2 separate regions of the Mus musculus genome follow, and region 2 is linked to region 1. A link is a contact called in public promoter capture Hi-C data. All regions are on one chromosome and are shown on one strand. Each heading gives the region's core, a stretch centred on a gene start, on an enhancer-like site or on the middle of the called end of the contact. The rest is flanking DNA. Distances are from core to core; before and after follow the strand shown.

What was found. Promoter capture Hi-C pulls out the DNA fragments that hold promoters and counts their contacts.
Region 2: a promoter capture Hi-C map of embryonic stem cells shows a contact between it and region 1, with 4 times the contacts expected there. The contact joins the promoter of Lingo1 here to the promoter of Isl2 in region 1. A contact is called at or near these places in 3 of 39 promoter capture datasets (embryonic stem cells and liver), 1 of 15 datasets of contacts at CTCF or cohesin (stem cell-derived epiblast-like cells), 10 of 484 Hi-C or Micro-C datasets (all in embryonic stem cells), 4 of 115 datasets of contacts at active chromatin or transcription factors (all in embryonic stem cells) and 2 of 9 other capture datasets (embryonic stem cells and liver).

Annotation. Positions count from the first base shown.
Region 1 is chr9:55,539,501-55,542,702 of GRCm38.p6, reverse strand. Isl2 (insulin related protein 2 (islet 2)) reads right to left here and starts at 1,554. Exons shown (of 6, transcript NM_027397.3): 1 at 1,365-1,554; 2 at 414-603; 3 at 44-306. The coding sequence starts at 1,422.
Region 2 is chr9:56,634,058-56,637,260 of GRCm38.p6, reverse strand. It overlaps Lingo1 (leucine rich repeat and Ig domain containing 1), which reads left to right and starts at 1,613. Exons shown (of 2, transcript NM_001311076.1): 1 at 1,613-2,186. The coding sequence starts at 2,181.

The DNA.
Region 1 (3,202 bases), core at 305-2,804:
CTACTGACGCGGCGCAGCGCTGCGGGCCGGGAGAGAGGCTTACCTGGCAGATGCAGGCCGCGGGCGCCGGGGAGCGGGCCGGGGCTGCGCGGGCTGCCAGCCGCAGCGCGCTCCAGCAGGAGGCCGTGGTCAGCTCGGCAGAGCAGCTCATGCTCCCGCAGCGAGAACTCGTCTCCAGGGAGCAGCTGGCGGCTGCACACGGAGCAGCGGAAGCACTCGATGTGGTACACGCTGTCCCGCGCCCGCATCACCAGGTCACTGCTGCTGAAGCCCACCTGGCACTGGGCACACTTGATGCCGAACAGCCTGCGGGCCCGGGTGCGGCGGGCGTCAGCGCAGGGACCCGAGCCCAGGACGCGCAGCCGTGTCCCCCCCAGCCCAAGGGGGCCGAACCCCGGGTCCCGCCGGCTCACCTGACGTAGTCCCGCTTGCAGTAGGTTTTCCCGTCTCTCACGAAGCACGTGCACGTCTCGTCCAGGTACTGGCTGCACTCCGCGCACTTGAGGCAGGCGGCGTGCCACTCGAGGTCGGGCGACACGCGAAGGATAAACTGGTCGTGGATCTGACTCCCGCAGCCCACGCACATGGCCGTCCCGGGCTTCTCTAGCAGGGAAGGGCGCAGGGCCCGCGTCAGGCCCGGTACAGGACCCGGCCGGCCTTGGCCGCTGCAGCAGCCCCAACCCAACCCGCCCTCCCTTGCTTGATCTCCCGCTCTAAAAGTGAGACCACTTTCGAATGATCCAGAAAGTAGGAAACGAAAACAACACAATCTCCTGATATTTCCATTATCACCGTCTTTGAACGCGGACGTAGTATCGGTTCAGCTAGAGACAGAGCTAACGGGAGGCAGACGACAGCACGGTGACACTGGGGAGCTACGGACGCCTCCGTGTCCACACTGTCAGCCAAGCCCGGATTTCCGCCCGCTCCCGCTCACAGCGACTCCCTATTTCAACGCAGACACCGCAGCATTCAGCCCTGTCCCCTCTTAGCTTCTTCGACAGTTCTTAGTTTAAACACCTCAGATCAAGCTACTGAAACCTCTCTACCTTCCTAAGGCAGAGAAGAAACCCATTTCTCTAAATCAAACCTAATTGTCCTAGCAGAAAAGAAAAAGAATTTCACAGCCTGAGGTCATTCCAGCCAACTTGGGAAATAATGTCTAATTGCAAAATAAAATAGTAGGATTCCAACGAATAAACAGTGTTATGGGCGAAATGCACTGCTTGTTTGTTTGTTTTTTTTTATTCTCCCAAGTATTTTGTCAAATAAAAGCCACTTGTAGAATCCGCTAAACATTCTTCTGCATTGGAAATGTTGCATATCAAGCACACATACACACCCACACACAGAGAAAGACTTACTCTTGGAATGATCCCCCATAGCACCCAGAAAAGGATAATGAAAAATAATATCCACCATGCAGAGAGAGATGTGAGCAAAGCTTGCGGCCGGGGACAGAAGGACCAGGGTCGAGCGCCCAGCCTCTGCTCTTTGCTAACTAACTCCTGCCCCGCGGAGTTGAAGGAGCGATTCCGCACCGGCCCGCACGCAGCATGACGTCAGCACGCACTCGCCCGGGGCCCGAGCTGGAGGCGGGACCTGTAGCGTCACCCAGCTCTCCCACCGCCCTGGGGCTTGCTCGGGAGATGATGGGGACCCGGAGGGTGGGCTGGGGTAGACACGGAGGCGCAGGGAGATTGGCTGGGAGGAAGTGGGAAAGCTCTGATTGGTTCGGAGTGAACAATGGAGCGCAGCCCCCTCCCCCGAAACCTTCCTAGATCCTCTCTGCAGCCCCGGGTCCCGCAATCCCTTGGAAGCCGCATCTCCACCCCGCGGGCTCTGCCGCAGCGCCGCGCTTTCTTCGGACTTGTAGGGCGTTTGCCTAGCAAGGCAATAGTCTTCTGGGAATAGATGAGAGTCGTCTCCCCCTTAAAAGTGTTTTTCTTTTATAATTTTTAAATTAAAAATTCCTCCTGGGGACGACAGACCTTGAGGGAGAAAAGAGGATTCGCTGTTTCGGGACCATCACTGGTCCAGCCGGCCACCTTTCTCCCTGGTGGGCCTGAGCCTTTGTTCGGCGGGGTCCAAGTTAGGGAGAACGGGTAGGAAATGAGCACCTGGGTTTGGATAAACTCTATGCGGACTTTCCCACCCGCGCCGCCTGTAGAAAACTCGATGTTGCAGGTGGGTAAGCCAAAAGGAATCCAGAGACTTAGAGCCACAGTCCTCCCACCCACCCTGGCCTAGGCACTTTTCCTCCCTCCTACTTTTTGCTCTTTTGGTTAAATTGATGCTGACTCCCACCCTCTCCTTTCTCCTCTCAGCTGCATAGAGCCTAAAAACAGTGCTGTGATGTGTCACTCATACAGTAAAAGATTTTTACGAACTCTCTGATTTTGGGTTACACAAACCAATTACAACACAACTAATCAGAAACAAATGTGGGACACGGGGTAATTTACCGTCTTCCCGGTGGCTTTTTAATCCTAGAAAAATCTGCGATTTCTAAGACTCGGGATTTTTTTAAACAAAAATCGTTGTGAATTTTGTTTCAAAGGGTTGAAAGACAAATCGATGAGGTACAAACAGTGTTTATCCAACGGTGGTCTGTTGGTCCCTCACTCCCATTCTGAAAGGACACCAAAAACTTGATACCTCTCTAAGTGGGGCGCGGGTGGGCTTCTGGGATAAAGTATCTCGACCAAAAGCTATGTCCGGACTTGGATCCCGCAGGCCTCGCTGCCCGAGATCTATCTAATTCAGGCGCGGCGGTCCAACTGCTAAGAGCCGAAGCTGCTGGGCTGGGAAATGGTTGCAGTCAAGAGCGTCGGCACAGGTTCTGCAGAAAGTCGGGGTTAGAAAGGCTGCTCGGAGATGCCCCAGCGCTGGAAACAGTCTGGCACCTCGCTCCACAGCCGGATTCCTGTAGCTTTTGACCCCGCCTCCACCTTTAGAGCGCTAGTGTTCTCTGGACCCAGAGTTTTGCCACAGCCTACAACCCGCTTGACAACAGGCCGACCCTTCCCCATCTTTCCTACTAGCGCCCCAGCCGCTCTGGCTCTGGGGCTGGTTAAGTTTGCATGACTGTATCTCTGCTGGTAAACCACAAACCATGAAGTAAAGGGTCCTGCATCAGCGCTGGTCTCTGTGACTTTGGGTGTTTCATTTCTTCTTCCTCCCTCACTTTTCCTCATCTGTG
Region 2 (3,203 bases), core at 364-2,863, 1.1 Mb before region 1:
GAGGTTGTTGGAAGAAGAATGTAAGATGCAAGGAGCATCACTGACACCTGCAGGGAAAGGGCTCTAGGTAGGCCTGAGATATGGACATAGACAGAAGGCAGGAATGTCCCAAGCAGTGGTGTGCCAGTGAGGCTGAGAGGTATCCAAGATCGGTTTCGCTGGAACAGGTTTGTGCAACTCTTTGGACTATGTGTGTAAGGCTGGTCTGTGGAAATCAAGACAGTGCTGGGGGTGGGAACTTGAAGCTGGCCTCTCCAAGCCAGCCAGGTATCTCCGAAATGTCAGTCTGGTTCCTTGGAAGGAGAACGAGGTACTGGGAACGGGATCCTTGCCCACCCCAGAAAGACAGGCCTTGCGCTGGTCTCTTCCTGCCCTGCTCAGCTTCCTTCTTTGCCTGCCTACAAACTATCGGGAGTGCTGAGGTGCTAATGGGGAGAAGGGAACTCTGCCTTGTGGTGTCTTCATTGATGGTTATTCTAATCAATCTGGCATGGTTTTAAGGGGCATCTGGCTTCAAGCAGATGGAAAGAGGTGCAGTAGATAGATGAGGTCCCAACGGGTTGCCTGCCTACACCGCAGCCCTTGCCAGGCCACCCTGCCAGGCTAGTCTCTGATCTGTGGCCCAAGAAGAGTTTGGGTCTCTATGTAAAGGTCTTGTTCTGTGGAGCCATCTGAAGATGTGGTACCCACCAAACTCAGTATTTATTTTAGGGAGTTAGATGGTAAATAGCTAAGCCCAGACCGAGGATCTATACTGCCCTCTGCTGGTCACTTGGTAGAGTGCCACCGTCCGGAGCCTGGCAGATAGGCCTGCTGCCCTCTGCTGGACAGGAAACCCGACGGGGAGGGGACTGGGATGCTAAAGCAGATTCTAGACCTGGCCTCCCGGTAGACCCACTTAGCCAGCTCGGCTTCCACATCCCCTTCCTGTGCTTCCCGGCGGCCGGCCTCACCCTAAGATCCCTAGGAAGCAATGGTGGTGGTGGTGTGGTGTGGTGTGGTGTATGTGTGTGTGTGTGTGTGTGTGTGTGGTGGGGGGTGTCCTGGACATTTCGAGAGGAGGGGTCAAGACCTGACCCTCCTCAAGCTGTCCTCTAAACAACCGTGATCAGGTTGGGGGGTGTGGGGGCTGTCTGTCCACGTGCGTGTGTCGGTCCACACGGCAGTGTGCAGTGACCCCAGTTAACACGTGTGAACACACGCGCTCACATGCACACGCATGTGGCCAGAGACAATCAAACGCGAATGGGTGCACGCACTCTGGGAAGACCGCGGGCTGGGCTGGCTTAAGACTTGCTGGAGCCTGGGACCCAGAGGGGCGCTGCGTGGTGCAGGGCGGGAGCGCGGGGGCGCCGGCCCGGGAGCGTTCTTCGTCTGCGCCCCGCTGCCACTCTCGCTGCGCCCTGGGCGCTGGGCAGCTGCTGGGGCGCTCCTCCATCTTCGTCCGGTTCTCTGAAAGAAGGACCCCCACCCAGGTTTTGCGGCCGCGCCTTCTCTCTCCTCCCCCGCCCGGCTCCAGAGCTCGCTCACTAGCTCCCTCCCTCCCTCCCTCTGTCCCTCCTCCCTCCCTGGCTCGCTGCTCGCTCCTCTCGCTCCCTCCCCACGCCGCGGCAGAGCGCGGAGCCCGAGCGGGAGCCGGCGCGGGAGCCGGAGCGGGCGGCAGCTCAGGAGGCGGCCGGACCTGGACCCGTCCCGGTCCCGGAGCGCGCGGAGTCCCCACCCGCGCCGCTCGGGCCCCTCTCCCGACGCGGGGCTCAGAGCAGCATGCGCGGCAGCTGCCCACCGGTCCCAGCCCTGGCCCCGGCCCCGCTGCAGAGAACGCCCGGCCTCGACCCCGGCCCCAGCGGTAGAGGCGGTGGCGGCCGCTCCCGGCCGGCCCAAGGGACAGAGCCAGGCTCCGGGAGCCCGCAACACTCGTCCTGAGAGCCCCGGCTCCTCAGCCCGCTACGGCCAGGGCCTCGGCCTCCGCCCCCGACTCCCGAGCTCCTGCCCTAGAGTCGACTGGGCTCCCGCCCGCGTGGGACAGACAGACGGACAGCCAGCCCTGCGAGGGCGCGCGGACCGGGCGGAGGTGTTGTAGGAGGAGACCGAGGAGGGGGGCTGGGCTGGGGCTGGGGCCGCGCCGGCAAGAGAGACATGCGATTGGTGACCAAGCCGAGCGGACGGACAGCGCGCCCGAGATGCAGGTGAGCCCCTCCGTCTTGGCCGAGCCCGAGTCGGCAGCCCTGCGGCGAGCTGGGAGCTGGAAGCTGCTGTCGGCCCAGGCTTCACCCTCATGGGGCTATGTAGGGCACCTTGTACCGCCCAGACCCCCTTTGGGGTCGCAGGCCTGACCCTCAAGTTTCAAATGATTTTCCCATTTCCGTTCCGCTGGTCCTAACAGATCCCTGGTTGGCAAGCTGGGACCCGTGGTCAAGGAGAGATCCCTACCATTCCTTTCCATTCCTGCCCTGGTGCCCCCTAAATCATCCTCCCATTCTGGGCAGTGGTCACCCAAGAGGATATGTTCTCTCAGCTCTGGGTGAGTCCCTTTCGGTGGACCAGAGACCACTCCCCAGCCCTGGCTAATACCCTTAAGCTTGAGGACACAGCTAGCAAACAGTTTCTCCCCAGGCTCTAGGATTGCCCCTCTCTCCACAGGAACCTTGTCAGCCTCTTTCTGGCTCCTTTCTCGCTCCGCCTGGATGAAAGGGAGGTGGAGGGCGGAAGAAAAGGGAGGGGGGAGTCCAGTTGAGGAAGACCCAGGAACCTTCGGGGCTCCCCTTTGTCTTCGTTCAGCCGGGCTTCTCACCTCCTCCTGCCCCACTTTTCATTCCTAGGGAAATGGGTGGGAAGTGGGAGCCTGCTGAGAAGGGGGGAGGTGAGGAAGGAGCCTCCTGTGTGTGTCCCCCCAAACGCACCCTATTCGGGTGGGTTTTGGGCTTCCTGCCCTCTAAGACACCCAGATGTTTCTTTCTGGGCGGGTCCCACTTTGAGAAGGGGAGGGGCCAGGCAGGTAGGCAGTCCCCTGGGTCTCTTATTGCTGGGGTCCCTGACCAGCCCCTGACCAGCTCTTGTTGTGGCGGCACCTCCCCTTTGTTCTCAAATGCCCTGTGGTGGGTGGTGTGGCGACTGGGGCACATGGAAGATGGGAACAGCTATGCCCTGGTGGGTGGGAGTGCAAGAGGCCTGCGGTGGGGGCAAGACCATCTGGGCCAGCCCCT